2 separate regions of the Mus musculus genome follow, and region 2 is linked to region 1. The links are chromatin contacts, called in public Hi-C maps. All regions are on one chromosome and are shown on one strand. The core of a region is the stretch at or near the end of the contact, and the rest is flanking DNA. Distances in the headings are between cores, read along the strand shown.

The links. Hi-C and Micro-C count contacts between places; a contact is called where the count stands out from the background.
Region 2: a Hi-C map of epidermal suprabasal cells shows a contact between it and region 1, with 2.6 times the contacts expected there. The contact joins two enhancer-like sites. A contact is called at or near these places in 1 of 39 promoter capture datasets (the 3T3-L1 cell line), 5 of 484 Hi-C or Micro-C datasets (the C10 cell line, the C2C12 cell line, the HL-1 cell line and 2 more) and 2 of 115 datasets of contacts at active chromatin or transcription factors (embryonic stem cells and pancreatic cancer cells).

The regions. Positions count from the first base shown.
Region 1 is chr6:94,080,621-94,085,394 of GRCm38.p6, forward strand. All of the region lies in intron 1 of Magi1 (membrane associated guanylate kinase, WW and PDZ domain containing 1), which reads right to left. Among named protein-coding and RNA genes, the nearest start is that of Gm52867, 140 kb to the right of the region's middle. Within about 2 kb of position 3,056, at least 23 of the 459 cell types and tissues checked have an H3K27ac peak or open chromatin away from gene starts, as enhancers often do. A contact at or near this core is called in epidermal suprabasal cells, where this site is marked.
Region 2 is chr6:94,201,989-94,206,708 of GRCm38.p6, forward strand. The region is part of intron 1 of Magi1 (membrane associated guanylate kinase, WW and PDZ domain containing 1); the gene reads right to left. All of the region lies in intron 1 of 4930511A08Rik (RIKEN cDNA 4930511A08 gene), which reads right to left. Gm52867 (a long non-coding RNA gene) reads right to left here. Exons shown (of 2, transcript XR_003956333.1): 1 at 1-4,720. Among named protein-coding and RNA genes, the nearest start is that of Gm52867, 24 kb to the right of the region's middle. Within about 2 kb of position 2,048, at least 69 of the 459 cell types and tissues checked have an H3K27ac peak or open chromatin away from gene starts, as enhancers often do. A contact at or near this core is called in epidermal suprabasal cells, where this site is marked.

The DNA of each region.
Region 1 (4,774 bases), core at 1,806-4,305:
GGGGGACTGGCCTTTACGTTTTGAGAGTTTCTATTTGGAAAACAGTCTTGAAGTTCTTCAGAAAGCTACACGTGAAGTTACCAGTTGACCTCATAACCCTACTCCAAGGTGCTTTACGACAGAAATGGAAGCATGTGCCCACATAGAACCTCGCAGATGAACATTCCCAAGTAACATTAATTATAAAGAAGCTTTAAAAGCAGAAACAACCCAAAGGTCTACTAGTCGGTAAGCTGTAAAGTATTACAGAGATAGAGTCACACAGCAGAGTATTTTTAGCAAGAAAGGACTTGAGCCCTAATATGTGATCATGGGGGGGAGAAACTACAAAGTCCAGGTATTATATAGCTCCCATTATGTGAAATATCTACAAAAGTCTATAGAAGCAGAAAGTACATTTTCTTGAATATCTCCGGCCCCAAGGCACTGGAGAAAGGGACAGAGAAGGGAGGGGTATGAGTCTACTTTGAGAGGAGATTAAAATACTCCCAAAATAAGAATGAGAAGGCTGCATGATGCAAGATGGTTGCATAACTCTGTAATTCCATTAAAAACACTAAACTGTACCAAATGTTACATGAATGAATGTTGCACCACATATCAATTATTTCTAAATAAACCACTTAAAATGTGATTTAACTCCAACAGAGCCATGAATTTATATAATTTTCAGCAGTTTATCCAAGAAATGAGGAGAAACACAGCACGCCACAAGAGGGCGCTATCTTCAAAGCTACAGAAGGGATGCTAAACTATGTGGGTAATTTCCTTACCAATCTAACTCCATATTCATCTCCTCCTTCCTTTTTGAGGGAAGCAGCATTTATTGGCTCGTTTCATCCAAGCCAGGAACATGACCAAAGTTGATAGCAGGTTGACAAATCAAGGATTAAACACAAATAAAACATAAATGTTTAAACTGAATGTCAGGGACAGAGAAAATACAGACAAAATACAGACAGCACGCCAGTGTGCTTCTTCCTGAACCTCCAGTCACACAACAGACCGCAGCAAGGTACTTACTCAAGATGGAATTCATCAGGATAACATCAATCAGTACAAGAAATGGAACGTGTTATAAATACTCGGGGACTGCTTTCCTGCTCTATTTCCTGCCCCTGGAAAAGTTCCTGCTGCAACTAGCCCCCAATAAAGACTTAGCAGGGGGACAGAATGAATGAATGAATGAATGAATGAATGAAATCAGTATTTCTTTCTATTTCTATTGTGCCTTGTAAACCAGATCAAAAATATCCCTCTCTGCACCCACACCGAAATGAATTGTTTTACCAAGTATCTCTCAGAAATACATTAGGCAGTATTAAACGTAATTCCTTTGGTCAAGAAATCCTCTAGCAGCTGGGCATGGTGGCACACACCCCTTTAATCCCAGCACTCGGGAGGCAGAGGCAGGCAGATTTCTGAGTTCAAGGCCAGCCTGGTCTACAAAGTGAGTTCCAGGACAGTCAACGCTACACAGAGAAACCCTGTCTCGAAAAGAAAGAAAGAAAGAAAGAGAGAGAGAGAGAGAGAGAGAGAGAGATCCTCTAGTACTGACAGACACACCTTTCAGTGATTCATCTTTAAAGTTTTCCTACGTAAAAATATTTCAGTCAATGCCCTTCCTAACACTGAGAAGCACACAGCAATTCATTAGTGGAAATTAGATGGTTCTCCTTTCAACTCATATTTTAAGTGAGCTGACATCCGAATGCCTGTGGTAACACCACCACTTTTCCATCCCCTAAGTCATTCAGGGACAGAGAAGATCATAGAGGCAACCACAGACAGATGGATGCACTCAGGGTACAAGGAACAGGTGGAGATAAAGCTATCGTAGTGAAGACACTGTGGCCACCTTTAAGCCTCTCAAACCTCGACCAAAAGAGCATTTGCACAGCAACACACCCTAAAAGAAACCAGACACACTGAAGAATAAATCCAACTTGAAAAGTCTTCCTCTACCATTTTTTTTAGAGAACAGTCTACTGTCAAAACAAAGATGTTATGTTTAGCCAGTTCTAGGCAGCTCTGAAACTTTAAATAGAAAACCAAAAACACACTGAGCTTGAACGACAGGAGAACCAACTCTCACACACCATCATTCATTTATGTACTCAAAACCATGTCATGGAGCTAAGGGCTATATTAGGTGCTGGAGAGACGACAGCAAACAGGACATACTCTCTGTCCTCTGAGACTGCACAGCCCAGCGGACCAGTGGGACAAAGAAGTGGGCAATTATAAAAGCTGAGTGGAATGCTAAGAGCAAGCCTATGGTACTCTGGGAACACTAAGCCGAATACCTAATCAGGGTTTAGAAGTTAATAAAACAACTGCCAATCATGTAGTTACACACACAGATAAGGACTTTGCCATTGAAAGTGGGTGGGGAAGGTACCCTAGACAAAAATCCCCCACGCAAAAGCCAAGAAGCTAAGCAAACCCAGAAAGAGGGAACCCAGCACGACTGAGGTCACGGGTGGAGACGGTCAAGGTTAAAGTCAAAACAACCACTGAACTAATAAGCAAGGCTCACCCACTCTTGATCCCCGGGGATCATACAGGTCTACAAGAGGCCATTTTCTTTCTCTTCCACATTTTCAGATCCTTCTAAATTCCCTCAAGATCAAATAAGAAACCCTAACAGGTAATTCACACATACTCTAACTCAATTGTTTCGTGGAACTCGACTTGGGTACAATCAGGAGCAGTTCTCGGAAAACACTAGCACGTCACGTGTCTGTGACAAGCTTCTGAAGGCTTTACAGGGATTTAAAAAAAAAAAAAGTGATCTGTTCTGGGGGATCACACAAGCATCCACAAGGTAGGTGTCACCCCAGTCTTACAAATAATATCCCTGCAGCTCAGCCAAGTCCGTGAACTCAGCAATAGAACTCGGTCTAACCCAACCTACAAGCCACCAGAGCAGTGCTCCCCACTGGTTACGTCCTGCTGTGTGGGCAAGTTGTGTGGACAAGTTAGGAGCATGCTTGTGTATGGACTGTAAGTGATTCATTGTATCCTGTTGCTTCTGCACTATGAACTTGGGAGAAGTCTCTCCAGCTCGCTACATCCATGGTAGGTGGATGCCTCAGACAGACCTGCCAGCGTGATCTGCACTCTAGAGCCTTTACAGCTACAATAAAACCAATACTGGGAAAGCACTCTTTAAATCATGCGGTACTTCTCCAGATACATACGAATTACAATTCTGCCTTGTTAAACATCTCTGAGCAAGGCGCAACCTTAATAATTAGGACAAGTTTTCCTCTCCCTTTGTTCTGCTTTCTACAAGGCAGAAACAGCTTCGACATAAAAATCCCCGGGTCTCTTATCCAGAGAGCTCAAAACAAGAAATACTGTCAAAGCTGGTCTGTAAGATCCTTCAGCAGATAAGAGTCTGCTGTGCAAGGCCAACCATCCAAACCTGATCCTATGAGCAGACTGACTCCCAAGAGCTGTCCTCTGGCACGTGCACTCTCTCTCCCTCCCTCTCTCCCTCCAGGGCATATAAGGACCTGTATTTACACACCCAATAAACAAACAAACAAACAAAACAAATGTTTTTTTTAAAAAATTGTTAGTGTAAGCTTTATCACAAATGCTTAGTAATATAATCAATGTGCTGCATGACTTTCATTTCATAACCTGTAGGCCTAAAGACGACCAAGAGAAAAACTTTGTTCCTAGTACTGGAGAAGAAAAATAATTCTATACTTTCCTGAGAATCTTTGCAAGCTTTGGCTAAACTTAATTCACCTCCCTAGCTTAAAACAAACAACAATATGGCTGTCTTGGAACTCTCTCTAACTTTGAGATCTGCCTGACTCTGCTTCCTAAGGGCACAGATCAAAGGTGTGCACCACCCCCTGGGTTTGCTTTGTTTTAGCAGCTGAGCTTGCTGTCTGCACAGGGAAAAAAGGGTGGGTGGGGGGGTGGTGAAGAAATGCACTGAGTCCTCCTTGCAAAAAAAAAAAAAAAAAAGCTCTTCAGCACAACTCAGCCTAAATTAGTGGCTTTTTAAAGCCAACCCGTTGAAATCCAGTCATGGTCCTTTTTCTTAGATAAAGGCCAAAGTGGACAGTCACATCACACAAGGGTTACTGCCATTCAACAGCTAAACGAGGAAAAATAAGAAAGCCTATTTTCCTGCAGACAGACAGATCCTGATTAGGCAGCATTTTATTGAGCCTGTGAAGTCAGCTACAGGATCTGTAAAGAACTGTTAAGCTTAAGCTAATAAAGTGGGAAAGGGTAGCTTAGAGCCAAAGAATCCTGTCATTTCAACTTGTCAGCTTGAGCTCCGCAGGGAGCCTTGGGCCTTTCAGTTCAATAGCGGTAAGAGACTGATGCAATAAAGCAGGTTCAAATCAACATGCTTCACACATGCAGTACTTATAAAAGCAAGCATTCTTCATAGTCCTCGCTGTCCCGGCCTCTGTCACCCACTCTTCCTGAGAGGAACAAGCAGGCTTCCCCTCGAAGCTGAAGAGGTCATGCTGGCCCAGCAAAGGCTTTTTGGTAACATAAAGTAGACAAGTGACCTGCAGACAGGAAAATCCAGATACTCAAATCCCTACATAAAATGTCTCAGTATTTGCATATCACCTACATGCACTCCCACATACTTTAAACTAACTGTATTACCAACACTCAGCTCAATACAAACGCTAAGGAAGTAATTGTTGTATCAGATTCTTTGGCGACATTGACAGGATACGAAAAGCCTGTAGCATATGTTCAACACAGACAGTTTTGTTTTGTTGTTTTC
Region 2 (4,720 bases), core at 798-3,297, 120 kb after region 1:
CATTTCAGTCTCTGGGAGATTTTTGACCAAGTCGTTCCCCACCCCTCCCCAGTTAGAATCTCACTCTATTGTACAAGCAGGCCTTAAACTTAGAAACTTCCCACTTCAACCTCCCAGGTAGGAAGGCCTGCACCACCACACCTAGCTAGGAATGTTCAGACTGCATGCAATTCAAAATATGTTGATATTGGATAGATCCACTTCTAAAGAAGCAAATCAGGGAGAGAAAGCTTGGCAGTTAGAACACTGGCTGTTCTTCCAAAGAACCAGGATGGGATTCCCAGCACCCACAAGCCATCTGTAACTCCAGTTCCAGAGCATGTGTGTGTCTCCCTCTTCTGGACTCTCTGTGTTCCACAGTCACATAGTGTATAATAATATCTATGTAAGCAAAACACTCAAACACATGAAAAAAAATTTTTTTAAAAGTAAGCCAATTCATTCTAGCTTTCACTACACAACCACGCTGTTTGTTTGTACATGCATGCCTTTGGTAGTTTGTAAAGCCTATGGGTCCTATGGGTACTGCTCAGAATTTATAAATAAGTAAAATAAAATGTGTAAAAGAACAAAGGAAAGCAATTATACTGAAATACGGCTTTTTAAAGTACTTGTAAAATAAATTTACAATACAGAAATGTGTTTTCTTAATAAAATCCCTGAGGGATCATAAGACTGAACTTGGTGAGTATTGCCATCTCTTGGGGGGGGGGGGTAGACGCAGAAGGCCTCTTGGCATGGTGGTATACGCCTGTAATCCCAGCATTTGAGAAGGAGAAGGATCAGTTCAAGGCCACCCTCTGCTACTGCTACAACCTAAGTCTGAGATTAGCCTGAGCTACGTGTCAGCCTGCTTTATGACTGTTTAAGGTATAAATAATACTACAAGGTATTTAAAAATCTCGGAGTCCTGCTGATGACCTGGCAGAGCGCCCTGATTATCCCATTCTGCCTGTACTCAGAGCTGAGAGGAAACTCAAGTTCACCTGCACCACACCTGCACCATAGTGAAGCTATGGATACCATGTTTTCTTCCCAAATCGATGGCTCCCCTAATTTCTACCCACAGGCCTCCTGCGGCCCCATGATCTCCAGGCCAGGCTTGCTTCTTTACTACCTGGAGATTCTGTCAAGGGGTCTCTATCGCTGGGGCCCAATCCGGTGACTACGATATTGATGATTCGCAGCACTTGCATTTGACCACAGCCAAACCAAGATAAGGAAAGAGCTTGCGCTGGCTGTGTTCCCCCGCCCCTGCCTCAAACTTCTGTGTTCTGCCAAACGAACAGGAAGAACTTTGGGAGCAGTAAATTTGAGAGAAATAAAATTCTGTAGCAATAAGCAATTATTTAAACCCATGTGAGCAACGTGTATGCTAGAATATTTAGTAAGCAAGAAGACCACATAAATATCAACGGCACTGTGTATAATTCTCACTGTTGGTTTCCATCTGCAATCTCTTGTGGAATACTGCGTGCCAGGTGCCGTGCTGAGGAATGCAAATATCACCTCTTTAATCCTACCTTCAGCGTTGCACACCTTCAGTCATTCCCTTTTCATAGACCAAACAACTAAGGCTCAGAGAAAGGTTAAGTACAAGGTCACAAGACTGGGATTCCAGCAGAACCAGGCTGCCTGGGATTTTCTCAAGAAGCAGGTAACACCTAGTAAGAACATAAACCCTCAGACGACTCCTTCCTGCTTCCAAACTGCCCACGGGAGGGATGGAAGGCTTCCCTCACACCCACCCCCTCACCTAGTCACAGCCTAGCCAATTAAAGAGAGCAGTGTTCTTTGTGAGCAAAGATTAACTTTCTATGGCATTTTTTTCCCACCTTATCTAGAGTTATGTTCCCAGAGACTCTCAGGCCAGTGATAAGCCGAGTTTCGACTTTACCACACCAGAGTAAGAGAGATTGCACACATATCTGGGACTTAAGCAGGAGGTTAAAAAAAAACAACACAGAAACCTCAGTCCCTCTGCTTCCTGTCACTATTGACACTGAGTTGCCAGGGGAGAGCAAACCCTGGCTGAGTTACAGATTCAGCAGTAAGGTGTCTGCAGGGGAACCAGCCCTACAGGTGTATCCAGGGAGGCAGGTGAACCAGCCACATTCCTCTCCCAACCAGGAACAGGCGAAGTTTTGTCTCTGCTGTGCAAGACTCACGGGGCCTGATAAGCCTCATTTAGACAAGGACCTCACAACACAGGAGCACTTGAGCTAGCAGTGTCTACGACAAGGAAAGGAAAATAAGACGACTGTCAAGTGCCAGCTATGGAAACAGAGAGGAGAAAAATGTCACAATAGCATCCATCTCGAGAGACAACCCTGGTTAGGGTGATGGCCAATGCACATTTGTGACTTTGCAGACATGCTGCTCTTTTTAAAAGTGGACGACTTTAAAAGTTTCGCCTTGGCTGTGGGACATAGCATCCCTCTCTGAGGTGACATATCCCAATGGTAGGTGTAATATTAAATGAGTTCATTTCCTCCACCACCATTCAACCTCAGCCACCACTCTCCAGCCCAAAGCAAGGGGCAGAAAGTCAGGCCTGTTAGGCCTGGATCATTTTCAGATTAACAACCTTGTGGAAATAACCCTAAAAGAAAATATTTTTCAAGATTTTAGGTAATAACATTTTGGGAGCAAAATGAAATTTGAGTTTGCATTCATGTTTCAGAAAACCTCCGAAGGCCTTTGTTTGCCACAGTTTTCCTCAGAAGCTAGTTGGGAGTGGGGGTTTTGTGGGTGGGGGGTGCGACACACAGGCCCAAGCTCAGTGTGGCCTAGCTTTCTTTTAGAGTGATCTTGACTGATCTCGGGCCACGGGGCAGAGCTACAGATCCTAACAGTCCATCACAAAACAAAGTAGGATGCACATGCTGTAGGTGGTACACACCAGACCGGTTGCTTCCAATCACATAGGAAGTGATGCTGAAAGAACGATGGTTATCTCCAGGGAGAAGGAGTGGGTTTGTGTGACAGGATGGACGGTGTGCAGGAGGTGTGTTATATGTAAGGACACAGACTCTAGACTAAAGCACTCCTCATTTAAATGCCAACCCTATTACACAGTAACTGAGTGATCATAGCCAAGTCCCTTTAACAGGAGCCGTCTTGGTTTCCTCACCACTGAGTAGACTTCGCAACCCTCAGGGCAGTGCTGAGGGCAGAAAGAACTGAGGACGCCCACGGATTCAGAATAGAAACTGACACAGAGCACATGCTAGGCACAGCCAGTTGCGCCTATTCTTGAAATTCATGTGGTTGTCATTTTCTGTCAGAACCTCCACAACAAATGAAATAATCATTGTCTCCATTGAGAGACAAAGAATTGAAACTTAAAGGTATGATGAAGTTTGCTCAAAATCAAGCAGTAAAAAGTTATATAAAGGGATCCTTTCCTGTTGTATGAATTCAGACACCAGTGTATCTATCATTCGTCCGTCCATCCATCCATCCATCCCTGGTGTGTTCCCTCTCCCTCCACTTCTCTTCCCCTATATTTTTGAAAGAAAGATGTGAGAGACACAGAAAGACACAGGCATAAAAATAGAAAGGGGGAATATGAATTTTAAAAAAGGAGAAAATGAAATTATCTTAAACAATCTTTTTAACTGATTAAAAAAAATGAAACTAAAACTTAATTACAAATGGAATTCTCTAAGTCAAACTCTACGTGAAGATATCATGAGGGCACTCCTTCCTGCTCTCCTAACCAGACTTCTGGCATGTTCTGCTTCTCAAGTAAAAATGAGTAGGGAAATGCTCAGGTGAAGGTACCAAGTGCCTGCTACCTTGCACAAGTTTTCCACTGTCTGTCTTCTCTGAGACCCAGAAGCAGAGTACAATAACCTGGGTGTCAGGGAGGAAAGGCCCTCTCTTTCCCCATCAAATGCCCCTCAATTTCTCTCCAAAGAAAGTAACTGTTTTTCTTATTTTTCTTGAGATCACCATTTTTTTAGTTCAGGCATTGCAAGGTCACCTTTCAAACACCAGCATGACAATGGAGCTTTACTGTGCCTCCCTAAGTCACTAGGCAATTGTAGGAAAGGGGAAAAGGACAGCAGCAAGCCTGGAGCTGCCAGTCACAATATTTATGCAGGCGGCAGGGGCTTTGTTTTGCTTTCAGTGGAGGATGCAAAGACCTGACAAAGGAAAAATAAAACTCCTCAAAATACAGCCAGGCGCCACTTCCTTCTCTGCTGTCCTGTGTCAAATGCAGACGCATCCACAGCGCCCCGGGGCTCAAGATGTCCTTCAACACACACACACACACACACACACACACACACACACACACACACACAAGCTCACATGGCAGCTCCAGAATGGATGCAAGGGTTCTGGTGTTGGATACTCTCCGTGAAATAACCGTTTCCGTGAAAATTAAAATGAAACAAACAAATACTGGAGTATTCCAAAGCAGTGAAACGGGCACTTCTGCACTTAGATCAAGCATATCAGCCCTCCGTTAAAATGAACAAGGCCAGCAACAAAGGAAGCACTCACTTGTACCCACTCTTGAGGAATTTTAAATGATTCCCATTTTGCTAAAAGGACTACTGAGGCTCACAGAGGTTAAAATGTGTCAAGATCATATAACTTAGCCCTTGGCATTTGGACCATAGTGTGCCAGACTCCAAAGGCTGAGATCCTAACACTAACATTACAGCCTCAAATAATCACCTCATGGGCATCGTTCAGTGGGAGGCCT